Linked DNA regions of Mus musculus: regions 2 and 3 are each linked to region 1. A link is a contact called in public Hi-C data. All regions are on one chromosome and are shown on one strand. The core of a region is the stretch at or near the end of the contact, and the rest is flanking DNA. Distances in the headings are between cores, read along the strand shown. Region 1 has its middle 78 kb from the start of Gm29960. Region 2 has its middle 110 kb from the start of Gap43. Region 3 overlaps 4932412D23Rik (RIKEN cDNA 4932412D23 gene).

The links. Hi-C and Micro-C count contacts between places; a contact is called where the count stands out from the background.
Region 2: a Hi-C map of the N1E-115 cell line shows a contact between it and region 1, with 6 times the contacts expected there. The contact joins two enhancer-like sites. A contact is called at or near these places in 4 of 484 Hi-C or Micro-C datasets (the N1E-115 cell line, cerebral cortex, cortical neurons and 1 more) and 2 of 115 datasets of contacts at active chromatin or transcription factors (embryonic midbrain and embryonic stem cells).
Region 3: a Hi-C map of the N1E-115 cell line shows a contact between it and region 1, with 11 times the contacts expected there. The contact joins two enhancer-like sites. A contact is called at or near these places in 20 of 484 Hi-C or Micro-C datasets (the N1E-115 cell line, adipose-derived mesenchymal stem cells, cerebral cortex and 4 more), 10 of 115 datasets of contacts at active chromatin or transcription factors (embryonic stem cells, epiblast stem cells, extraembryonic endoderm stem cells and 1 more) and 2 of 9 other capture datasets (embryonic stem cells and embryonic tail).

What each region holds. Positions count from the first base shown.
Region 1 is chr16:42,572,523-42,576,924 of GRCm38.p6, reverse strand. No RefSeq gene overlaps it. Among named protein-coding and RNA genes, the nearest start is that of Gm29960, 78 kb to the left of the region's middle. Within about 2 kb of position 1,259, at least 57 of the 459 cell types and tissues checked have an H3K27ac peak or open chromatin away from gene starts, as enhancers often do. A contact at or near this core is called in the N1E-115 cell line, cortical neurons, embryonic stem cells and 1 more, where this site is marked.
Region 2 is chr16:42,443,609-42,447,987 of GRCm38.p6, reverse strand. No RefSeq gene overlaps it. Among named protein-coding and RNA genes, the nearest start is that of Gap43, 110 kb to the right of the region's middle. Within about 2 kb of position 2,712, at least 66 of the 459 cell types and tissues checked have an H3K27ac peak or open chromatin away from gene starts, as enhancers often do. A contact at or near this core is called in the N1E-115 cell line and cortical neurons, where this site is marked.
Region 3 is chr16:42,779,980-42,784,073 of GRCm38.p6, reverse strand. The region is part of intron 1 of 4932412D23Rik (RIKEN cDNA 4932412D23 gene); the gene reads left to right. Among named protein-coding and RNA genes, the nearest start is that of 4932412D23Rik, 94 kb to the left of the region's middle. Within about 2 kb of position 1,688, at least 134 of the 459 cell types and tissues checked have an H3K27ac peak or open chromatin away from gene starts, as enhancers often do. A contact at or near this core is called in the N1E-115 cell line, embryonic stem cells and stem cell-derived motor neurons, where this site is marked.

The sequences.
Region 1 (4,402 bases), core at 10-2,509:
TTACAAGGGAAACCAATACTGTAGAACTAATTAATAAATATGAGTCCTAAGTTTATTTATTTAACTTTTCCTACTCATTAATGTGACAGATAAAGTGGGAAAAGACAGATATAATAGTACTATCATATATATATGATATATATGCATATATATACACACATATATATTTACATACATATATACATTTATACACACACACATACACATTTGCTATGGCAAGTCTTCTAAAGTCTGTGGAGGAATTTTGAAGAATATGAAAGGCTACTCAAATATTAGGCATACTTAAGTTCATTACATCTTCTTTGCAGCACTTACATAGATGTTGTGGCTAGTCAGGTATTGTATGCTGCCTCAGTCAAATGGCATTACCATAGTTTATGCTATGTGCTTCCACTGGCAGGTATACTTCTAGTGTACCTGACAAGATGAAGAGAAAGCTTTTAACACAAGCTGTTCTCACTCTGATCAGATATACCATTTGATCTAGTGTAAAAGGAAAAGTCTCTATGTCTTCAGCTTAATCAAATAATCAAGTGGCACCCTTCAATTCTTTATCAAACAATAAATCGAATGTAAATTTTCCCTAAATTGTTTCTTTCCTTAATAGTAGGCTTCTTGATAATTCTCTGCTACTTCTTTCTCACCTCCTTTCTGGTTTTCTCATTTCTAATGTTGGTATGTTCTCCTAAGGCGCCTGGCCTCTGCCATAGTTTAAAGCTCATCTGTGTTACAATATTCACCTTCAGGACCCACTGCTAAGTCCCTTCCACCATCCGAGGAATAAAGGATGCTTCAGATAAAGCACATTCCTAGAAACATCACAAAAATCAAAATAGCAAGGCTGATGACATTTTTTCTGATTACTCAGTTTTTTGCTGACTTGGATTTGATATCCTGTTTAATAAAAGCAACAATAGCAACAACAGTGAAAGGTGGAGGTGTTTGAAGAAAAAAAAATCGTCACAGTGCATAGGATTACCCCACCCTTCCTTCGCCATTCTGCTAATCAAATCGGTGATGCAATCGTCTGCTTTTCCCAGAAGGCCCCCCTCTCTCCATAGTGACAGAGAATACATTTGATGCTTCTTGCCGTGCCCTAGATCCCTGACCCCTCATCCCTTTAAACAGTCCCCGCTGCTAAAAAGAACCCCAATGACCCTGCGGCATTTAGCTTCAGCTGAGTCGCCCCCCCTCCCCCATGCCATTGAATTGCAAATCTGGGCATGCCTCAGTGAGAGCACTTCAATTCCTCATCTGCATCTTCACTCCCCTCCCCCTCAGGGACAGAAAAAACCCCAAGGAAATATAGCCAGCCACAGCTAGGCTGAGGCTCTGATCAGATTAACTCCTAGTTTAATAAGACATGTGGTGAGCCACCAGCTGCTCCATCCCATTGCACTTAGTGAAGGACCAACGGGTCTTGAAGGTCCTTATTTGCAAGAGTTGAGACAATGTGTGGGACTTAGGAACCTGTTTCTCCAGATTTCTCTGGCTCCCCAAGTCTGCGAGCTGAAGGACTCTTTGAAGGTTTCAGTGCATTAGGCTTAAAACCTAAGAAGAAACCTGAGAATTCTTATAGTGTAAAGCCCAGTCAACTCCGTTTTTTGAAGAAACTCCATTTTGTGTGAGACCAGAGGCTAAACTCCAATTCCAGGAAGAAAATCAGAGTTCTCCTGAGCAACCAACCTATGGCAACCCACACTCCTTAGCAACAGCTAGTCAGGCTGCAATAGCAGGGTCAAGGTGCATATAGATAACTTTAGACATCCTTCAGAGAATACATAATTTAGCCATTCTGCTTATCAGGTAGTTCTGTCCCCATGTTCAGGTGTACATAGTGCCCATACACACATACATGTAGGCAAGCACTCACACACATGAAATCAAATGAATGAATTTTTAAAACTATTATCTTGATTTATCTTTACACTTTTAATAACAGGAAAGGATGCCAGGAGTCTTAAGAGATAGAAGTCTGTTAGGACTAAGCGATTATAAAGGTTTTAAAATCCCTAACTTTGCCATGTCCTAGTGTTATGCTCAAGTTGTAGGTACCCCAAAGACTACCCAATGATGCCAGGGGAGGGCATCTGATCTGCAACGGGAGTTACAAAAGGTTGTGACCCACATACAGTTGCTAGGATCTGAACCTGGCTCTTTTGTAAGAAGAGTAAGTGCTCTTAATCCCTGAGGTATATCTCTAGCATCAAGACAAGCTAATTCTTTTTTTTTTTTTTTTTTTTTGGTTTTCGAGACAGGGTTTCTCTGTATAGCTCACTGTGGAACTCACTTTGTAGACCAGGCTGGCCTTGAACTCAGAAATCTACCTGCCTCTGCCTCCCGAGTGCAGGGATTAAAGTCCTGTGCCACCACACTAGGCCACAAGCTAATTCTTCTCTCTCTTTTTTTAAATTAGGTATTTTCCTCATTTACATTTCCAATGCTATCCCAAAAGTCCTCCACTCCCCTACCCACCCACTCCCACTTTTTGGCCCTGGCATTCCCCTGTACTGGGGCATATAAAGTTTGCAAGTCCAACGGGCCTCTCTTTCCACTGATGGCCGACTAGGCCATCTTTTGATACATATGCAGCTAGAGTCAAGAGCTCTGGGGTACTGGTTAGTTCATAATGTTGTTCCACCTATAGGTTTGCAGATCCCTTTAGCTCCTTGGGTATTTTCTCTAGCTCCTCCATTGGGGGCCCCGTGATCCATCCAATAGCTGACTGTGAGCATCCACTTACGTGTTTGCTAGGCCCCGGCGTAGTCTCACTAGAGACAGCTATATCAGGGTCCCATCAGCAAAATCTTGCTAGTGTATGCAATGGTGTCATCGTTTGGAGGCTGATTATGGGATGAATCCCTGGATATGGCAGTCTCTAGATGGTCCATCCTTTTGTCTCAGCTCCAAACTTTGTCTCTGTAACTCCTTCCATGCGTGTTTTGTTCCCAATTCTAAGAAGGGGCACAAGCTAATTCTTAAAGCTGCTCTGTTCTTAGACTTCCTTGGGATCCTCAGGACCTGGAAGACTAGATAGACAAGATACCACGAGAGCCAAAGTTACGATTAAAGTTTTAATTATTATGCCCACATGTGATTAAGCACATCCAGTATAGTTGGGTCAAACAAAGGTAATTTGTGGCCATTTTCTGGAGATCTAGAGATGTACCTTAACAGAGAGTCCATCCATCTGGTTAGTATTTAACTACATCTTGCTTCAGATTTGGCTTTAAATCATGGTGGTGGTGGTGGTGGTGGGTCTGATTCTGCACTGGTGGGATTAATTACACCTTGAGGAAAGCATGAAGAGAAGACCACAGTATTGCCTCTTCATAACTGTTTGAAGAGTGCTCACCAGACGAAGACACTCTGGTGAGTAAGGACAGTCAGTGACTGACAGCAGAGAACTCATCCACATGGGAAGATGATGGCTCATCCTAATCCACTGTGGTCACAACATAATTAAGATTCATCCACACGAAGTATTATGGGTTTTCAGAGTCCAGGCTCGGAGATCTATTTCAGGAAAAAGACTGCCATGCTCTATGTGCAGACTGAGAACAATGAATAGCTCTACTGTCTTTATATAGCTGAGCCTTTATTGCTAAACATCTTAGACTGCTTTGCTCTGCATCTTAACCAAGAATCTGAACTGGGATGATTCTTCCAACGTCAAGGTTGATGATTGAAGAGAAGTCCCTTGAAGTAATTTACTATTTAAGAACAATAGAATAGAATATCAGAGTCTGTTGAATCTGCCATGAGAAATTCTCAGTCTTAATATTCATCAAAAGTGTAGGTGGACTCAGCAAAACCAGTGTATCTTGTTGTATATCTAGTAAAAAGAAATCAACATTATTTTTAAATATTAAATGTGCATCTGCTTTTGAAGACAAGACAAAAAAATCAGGGTAGACTTGAACTTTGTATGCTGATAGAGAGTGTTCTATCCATCCCCAGGTATGGATATTTTCTATTAAATGAAGTAGCTGGATGACATATTCCCTAAGTTTGTTTTTAGCTCCAAGAGTCTTTGTTCCTCTGAGTCATCCCAAGGGTGCAGAGTGTTTGACAAGAGAGGTTTAAGGGATAGGGATAAGTGTGAGGAAGCGTCCTGGGGTGGCTGCTCTGGGCAGCTGCCTCTGGTAGAGGAATTGGCCAGCAGATTATTTATAAGGGACTGTTCTAGGCATCGGACTCTAAGCAAAGGGAGGAGAAGCAGGAATGAGCAGAAGACAGGTAAATCGGCATCATCAACCGAATGTAGAACTCTCCAAGCTGGGCCGAGATGGGAGGGTGGGGCTGAGTCTTGGTGCTTTTCTGTCCAACAACCAATAGGCACAGGCTGTGATGAGTGGCTTTTTTGAACTGCAGTGATATCTAAAGGGAGCCAACAAAGGGG
Region 2 (4,379 bases), core at 1,463-3,962, 130 kb after region 1:
CTATCTGGATGGCAGCATGCTTTGACCATTAGCTTAGCTTCTGGTGCCTGTCCAGGCTCTCTGCTTTCTGATGCAGCAAAATATGAAGATAATATATAAGAAGCTCCAACCATCAAGGACTGAGCTTCTCCAGCCACTGTGCCTTCTCCACTATGGAATATAGACTATAATCTACAACTGTGAGCCGAGAGAAATCTCTCTTCTGGTAAAGTGCTTCTGTCAGGCGTTCTGTCGGAGCAACAAGAAAACTAATACACAAGGTATCCTAAAGAATCTGTTAAGTACATTTTGACTCACTAGATCTGCTGATATTCATCATTTTTAAGCAAGCATCCAAGCTATCTTGTCTAGCAAGTTCCTATAAAACATTAATTGGCAATTGGTATGTGTGGTGGTTTGTATCATATTTAAATACTTTGTCCCCATTTGGTTGAACTGTTTGAGAAGGATTTGAAAGTGTGGCCTTTGAAGGAAGCATGGCAGTGAGCATGAGCCTTGAGGTTTTAAAAGGCTACACTGTTCCCAGTTCTCTCTCTCTCTCTCCCTCTCTCTCTCCCTCTCTCTCTCCCTCTCCCTCTCCCTCTCCCTCTCCCTCTCCCTCTCTCTCTCTCTCTCTCTCTCTCTCTCTCTCTCTCTCTCTCTCTCTCCTACTTGTGGATCAAGATGTTAAGCTCTCAGCTACTGCCCCAAATCTATACCTGCCTGTCTGCTGCCATGCTTCCCACTATGATGGTCATGGACTCTAATCCCCTGGAACCATTCAAATTAAATGGCTTCTTTTATAAATTTCCTTGGTCACACTGTTGCATCACAGCAATATAAAGGTAAGTAAGACAGAGAGGCAGATGACAAGATGATAACAGAGTAGAATCCAGAGAGGATAAAGAAGGAGGGGGAGAAAGAAATATCTTGGAATCAAAGGAAGAAAGTTTTATACAGAAGGACGTGTTCAAAAATGTCAAAGGATGCTAGCAAGGAAGTAGAAGCTGACTGGTAAATGTCATCTGAAATTGGCAATTTGAAGGTAATATTGAACTTTGTCGTGATAGTTTTGCACTGTGAAGAGGACAGAAATAAATTCTAGTGGGGAGCTAAGGAAATGCCTGGTGAGGAGATGGAGATAGTATGGGCTACTTCTTGTAAACAACACATAGAAAAACTTGTCCATCAAAGGAAAAGACAGACTCAGTGATAAGAGAGGCAAGTGGTTGATGAGGTGGCACCATATTTAAGATAGAAAAAAACACTATGTGGTAGGCAGAATAATTCCCAAAGGGATGTAGTGGGTGTAATTAAATTGATGTTTGAAATGGAGATGCTGATCTGCACTACCTAGGTGTACACCGTGGACACAGACATCTTTAAAAGAAGGCAAAGAGGATAAGATCAGGAAAGGAGATGGGACAACGGAGATTGGAGTGATGCTGTTGCTGGTTAGGGATTCTAGAGGGCGGAGAGTCAAAGTACACCGGCATGCTCTAAAACCACCACAGATGCCTTGGTTCTGATCCAGTGAAACCTCTGATGCCCTTCTAGATATGTAACATAGTAAAGTTATATTGTTTTCAGCAAATACATTTTTGTTCATTTGCTGCAGCTGTGACAGAGACCAACAAACAAACAAACAAAAATATATTTGAGTATGCCAAGGGAGAGGGCTCCAAGGGAGGAGGAAGCGACATCTTTCCCACTGCAAGGGGAAAACTCACATCTCTATCAATAGAGAAAAGCAAAACAATTTTATCTAACTAAAGTTGCACAACATACTAGGAACTTCAGAAGAGAAGACACAAAGTTCCAGAACAAACTGTTTCAGTGGACCCAGAAATATGACTGAAGAGCAAAGGCCATGCAAGACCTACTGACAGTAAACTGGGGAAGCCAGCAGAGGTCTGTTTGTAGTCTTCTACTGAACCTTCAGGTCGATGACAGAACTCACTCTGGAAAAGGGCTTTGAGACCTCCGGAAGAGGCAGACCATGACAGGATCATGCTTCAGGACAGATGGGTTTGAGTAAGAGCGTCAAGGTGCCGTTCTGGACTTAGAGAGCCAGATATGAATGAAGGTGTCTATCAATCAGGAGAAGGGGTAACAGAGTCCTGGAGGTACAAGGAGTTTTCTCCATGCCTTCAGGTCAGGTGGGGGTGGGGGGCTATGCACTAAATTCTCATGTACAGCTCTGTCTGCGGCATGGGGTGATGCAGAGTGTACATGAAAAGAAAATGGAGTAGCCGGTAGCAAAGACTTCGTTCTCTTGTTCGTTTTAAATGCTTTTAAAAAATGCTTTGCTTTTATGAGAAGTGTAGTCGGGACTTCATTGTAAAGTCATCCCTAAACAATCTCCATATTTAACAGACCTCTGTTGGATGCTGACAGACTAGGGGCCATAGACCTGGACCTTGAGATTTCTTGTTTGGTTCCAAGGTCTCCTCTGAACGGTGTTAAACTGAAATAAAAATTGAGAGAGAATCTGAACCCTTAGCTCCTTTTATCTTAACTCATACCACTCTGCCTAAATTCTCTCCCCTCCTCATCAGATTCACGTTAATCAGGAGACCTCTTTTTTCTTGCAGCTCCCTAAGGCCCTGCTTCACCTAGAAGAGAGAACCTGGCTCCAGGATGCAGGAAACTGCTTCTGGTTTCCATGGAGACCCTGTTTGAAGTCAATGGCTGCTCCAGGAGGGAGGGAAACCAGGACTTTTGTATTTAAAGGATGGAGAGTCTGGGAAGGAGGAGGGTTAAGAAAAGGGAGTAAGGCAGGCCGATAGTGAGGCTGATCCAGCCTGTGTTCGAGGTTTCAAACAGAGGAACAGGAAAGTTCAGCTAGGTTATTCAAGCGCCTTCCACTTTGAGGATGAATCAAAACGGAAGCTCTGGGGGTGGGGGAGGTGGTGAGGGCTGCTTATTGCGCATGTGAGAAATACCCTGCAAAGGCTCCTTTCTGATATCAGTATGTAGGGGACTGAATTACTTAGGCAGCTGGAAGTCCCTGTCCTTGTGGGTGGCTCCTTCCCAAGCAGCTTGAGAGTTTTCTCTTCTCCCCAAGTCAATTCTTAAAGGTTCCTACTGCCATGAGGGGGCTGAGCCCTCTCCTTCCTTCTTCCGCACCTCCCCCCCCCAGAGGGTAACTAAATACAAACCTTGGCTAAAGGCTTTCCAAAGCTTCACGCTTCAGATTAACTGCTATTTATTTGCCTTGTCTCTGTCTACCAAGAGACAGGGGGCAGGATGGGGGGAGGTACTCTGGCGGAATACACGCTAAAATTGAATTGCATGAGGATTCAGATGACGTCATCTTGGATAAAGGTCTGACCCAGTGAATGTTAAATGTAGCTGAGCGACTAAATCCTTTGAGAGAATCAGTAGCGAAGACCTCTCTGAAAGGACCATGCCTCTTGTTTAAAATATTAAGCATGTGGCTCAGATGATCTCTGGCTGCAATTCCCAGGGCGCTGGTGGAATCTCGGTTTTCTGCTATAATCACTTGAACATTGCTTACTGCCCTAGATAACTGCAGTCATGTGACGCTTGCACACACACACACACACACACACACACACACACACACACAAGAGGCGGGGCGGGGTTTGAATAAAAGAAAAGAAAGAAAGCCATCACAAGTTATCAGTGTCTGCCAATTTTAGGGAATGAAACCATGTCAGTTCAAAAACACTTTCTGAGGTGTGCTGCAGTCTGAATGTGCCTAAGGAGTAAGGGGTGGTTTTTCCTTCAAGGTCCTTATATTTGGATGGGAACAGCAGTAGTCATAAGCATGCAGAGGAGCTGGGTAGAAGTCATTAATGAGCCGGGCTTTTAATCCCAGCACTTGGGAGGCAGAGGCAGGCAGATTTCTGAATTCGAGGCCAGCCTGGTCTACAGAGTGAGTTCCAGGACAGTCAGGGCTACACAGAGAAACCCTGTTTCGAAAAACCAACCAAACAAACAAACAAAAAACAAAAACAAACACAAAAACAAACAAACCAAAAAACCAAAAAAAAAAAAAAAAAACAACCAAACAAAAAAAACCCAAACAAACAAAAAAAAGAAGTCATTAATGATATGGGAACTCCAAGGAAAGGTTAAATTGATAAAGAATAAAGGCAACTCAATTTACATAGGCACCTTGGAGTTCCCAGAACTCACACTGGTTGGCCCACAGCAGCCTATAATTCTAGCACAAGGATATACATTTATATTTCAACATTCTTATAAAGTAAAGCATGTGTTGAAGATGAGGAAGCAGTATATACGTATGGAAGACTTTGCAGATCTCTTGGAACAAGGCAACACTAAAATAAAAGAACCATTCGTGCTCGACAGAGCTTGTCTTTAGAGGAGGGATGGTGTAGAAATGAAGAGGTGACTCCCACAATGCAACT
Region 3 (4,094 bases), core at 439-2,938, 210 kb before region 1:
TATGCAAATCTGTTTCTTGGGGTCTGAGAAAAATATCATGTAAGTGTTTTTAATGAAGCATAATGTACACAAGTGCACATATCATAAGCATAGAGCTTAATGAGATGCCTCATAGTGGATGCGGCTGTGCCTCTGATTCAATAGTAATAATATCAAAAATGTTAGTAACATTCTAGAAGCAATTTGTGTGCTCCCTTCTAGCCAGTGCTCTTCCAAAGAGGCTCCTAGCACTGTGTGTGTGTTACTTCACTGTTTGGAGGCTCTAGAGCAAGGGAGCATGCAGCATGCAGGTGTGTGTGTGTGTGTGTGTGTGTGTGTGTGTGTGTGTGTGTGTGGTTTGTTTTTTGTCTTAAGTCAGTTTTCTTACATTCAACATTACACCTGTGTGTAACATGACTAGGGTTTTTTTTTCCTGTACTTTTTAATTTTTATTTATTTATTTATTTATTTATTTATTTTATTTATTTATTTTGGTTTTTCAAGACAGGGTTTCTCTGTATAGCCCTGGCTGTCCTGGAGCTCACTTTGTAGACCAGGCTGGCCTCGAACTCAGAAATCCGCCTGCCTCTGCCTCCTGAGTGCTGGGATTAAAGGCGTGCGCCACCACGCCTGGCCTAATTTTTATTTTTAAAAGTATTTTTTTGTCTATAACATGTATTTTAGTGCTTGGTGCCTATAAGCAAACCGAGTATGCTTCCAAGTTTAAATGATTCTAAGATTAAGGAATGACAGCACTTATTTGAATTTCTTGACATTGGCTCACGCCTTTAATCCCAGCACTTGGGAGGCAGCGGCAGGCAGATTTCTGAGTTAATCTCATCTCATTAATCCCAGCCTGGTCTACAAAGTGAGTTCCAGGACAGCCAAGGCTACACAGAGAAACCCTGTCTCGAGAACCAAAACAAAAAACAAAAACAAAACAAAACATAAAACAAAACAAAACAAAATTTCTTGACTTGAAACCCAAGCTGAATTTATGAGTTCAGAGAGAACCAATTGTTCATAGCCATAAACTATAGTGACGCCAGCTAGAGATTGCTTATGTATTGTTGAATACCCACTATGCATGAATCTTTGAAGGTATTCTGATAGTTATGAAGGCAAGTAAAGGAGGAGGAGGAGGAGGAGGAGGAGGAGGAGGAGGGGTGGCAGTGGCTCATATTCTCAAGGAGTCTATCAGTCTTATCGGGGAAACAGAGCACTAAACTCAAATGATTATTCCAGGCAAAATTAAGAATCTACAAAACAGAAACAGCTGAGAAGATGCAGGCGCATCGATAAAGCATGACCCATCTCCCAGAAACCTATAAAAGTCCCATTGAGATAAACTTTGAGCTTCCTCTAACCTTCCAGCTTCTAAGATTTCATTAAAATTCTCTGTACAAAAGTAGGATCTTTATTCCCACTGGCTAGCCATTAGAGTTTATGGCTGTTCAGCGTATCCAGCACTTAGTCAAGAGGGGGCAGCATTCATCCTTTTTCTGAAACGAGTAGAACTCTGGCTGCCTGTCTTTCTAGGAAAAGAATACTTTAATCAGATAGAATTTCAGAGCATGCATATATTTTATGCCCCTGTTTTAATTGTTTGTTTATAGAGATGGTAACTGATGTGTACAGCTATGTTACTGAGACCAACAAATGAGTCCTGTTTAAGTAAGTGGAGCTGTGTCAGTGCCCAGAGATCCCCTTTCTCTGCCTTTGTCCCTTTCCTGGGCGTGGCAGCCTTGCTCAGACTCAGATTGCAAAAGGGCGGTGGCTGAAATGAACAAAAGAATTCAGACTTCTACTTTTCCCCAAAGAAAAGGCCAGCCAAGGGGAAGCCCCGGGAAAAAAAGGACTGTGTGTCTCCCATTGTTCTAACTATCTGATGCTTTCTTTCTTTTTCTTTCTTCTGAATGTTTGTTTACCTTAAACCTGTATTTGTAAGCATTGTTATTATAATAAAGGTAACTAAATAATCCCACTGGGGATTAGTGGCTGCCTTCTGTTTTAGGGGTGGTCTCCTTATCAACCAAGTAACCCTTAGAGCCCTTAGAGTTAAAGCAATGCATAGTGCCTGGTAGTTCTTTTCCAGCAGAAGCAGGGGCAGGGGCGTGGTAGTGAAAACTGAGAGAGGTTTAGCTGAAGCTATCAGACCACGTGTCTCTCTGACCTCCAACTGCCAGACCTCCAGATAACCAACTCCCTTTTGTTAGTGAGCCACTTTGATTTTAATGAGAGACATATAACCCCTCCCATGTTTTACGTGATTGACTTTGAGAAAATCAATGTTGATGGCCAAAAACGCCAAATTAACATCAGAGTAGATTTCCTTATACTGTATACAGCCTTAAATAGCCCTCTGAATGACATTTTGTTTTTTATTTAAGGAGTAGACCTTAGCCAAATGTCCTTGAATGATAAAAGAGAGTTGGCCCTCCCCATAATTAGCTTTTGTAAATATCAAGTCAAGGGTCAGAGCAAAGGTCATCTGATTTCTTTCTTTTGTGTAGAACAAGGGGCTTTAGTGACCATGACTGATTTTAGATCCAGCAAAGAATGAGGTCATTGCTTTTTACACAGACTGCATTGGATGAATCACAGAAACCATGGCAGTAACGTGAATACCAAATAATAACTGATAATTTGCGTACCAGTTACAAATACGCCTAATCTTAGATCTAGTAAAATGCTTTACTCTGTCAAGGAAATGAGGCTGCGGGATCAGCTCCTGAAAGGATTGCCAGTGACCTCATGCAGCTGTGATGTGAAGCTACAAAGCACTTGTCACATGCCACAGCTGAGGTCAGAAGTAGATCCTATCCAGGGACTTCACAGAGGGCGATAAAAAAAAAACCTCCGACTTTTAACTCTTTCAGCACTAGTCACGTAAACGCTACAATATATAAAATTTCAAGCTCATTTGAGAAATAAGACAAAAAATATTTTCATTTCTTTTGAAATTAAGCATCAGGGTTTGGAAACCACTTCTACTTAAACCAAACAGTGATTTCAAATGTGTTCATCAAGTGATGCTTTAGACTTTCCTTTTTAGAAAAAAAAAAAAAAAAAAGAAATAAAAAGGAAAAGACAGAACTGCTCCTCGATATGGGGGAGGAGGGATGTCATTGTAGATGAAAGGGGGAGCTTAGCCAGACTCAGAGACATCTGGGAGAATCCCGAGTGGACATGACCCTGAGCCATCGGAGTATGGGAGGGAGGAGAAGGGAGAGGAGAGAGAGGGAACCAGTTGCAGCAACCTATAGGGCAAAGATACAAAAAGTGTGGGTAACCAAAATGGCTGGATCATATAGGGGGGAGCAATCCAGCCCCCTGGGCTAGAGAGTTCAGGGTAGGGGGCAGAGATGCAAACGAGGAAGAACTTGTAGCAGGTAGGGGCTGAAGAACGCTGGGAGAACATGGATGCCACATTTGCTTTGATATGTTAAATAGGCACTTCAGCCATTTGTCCCAGAATTTGAAATTTAATATAAACCATCCTATCTTGGGATGGTAAGGTCTGAAAAATCTCTCCAGGATGTAAACACTGTGGTTGTAAAATGAGGACAATATCAGGCGAGCTGGTACAGCTGGGCAACCCTCCCTGGACAAGGTCTTGGAGGTCATTTAATCTAACTGCCTTATTTCACAATGAGGAAAACTTTGGCCTATGCATATTATAAGATATATGTGGAATTAGTTTTCTTCCTAGTTATTTACAATGTGTTTTCCTAGGTTCTCAGGAAACATAATAAACTTAGACCAGTAGATCATTGCAAGAGTGATAAGAATGGGAGATAGGGAATTTTAGGGAGTGGGACCCTGAAGGCAGTATCTCCATTCTTGTCCTCAGCCAGAAGCTAGATTTGTCCTCTTATGCTGGCTAGAGGCCAGGAATGCCAGAAGGAATCTCTGGTTTCTTGTTATCTCTCTCTTCTCCGCAATGCATCACTCCTGCCTGGAAGCTTTACTGAGTAAGGCCAAACCCCAGTATTGGCGCTAGTCCCTTCTGGTGAGTAATTTTGGAGCTGGGTCTCCGGATTTCAATAGTGGAAATAGCTACATCTACTCCCCAGTATAACCCATCTCTTAAATGATTCCTGAGCCTTAACTTT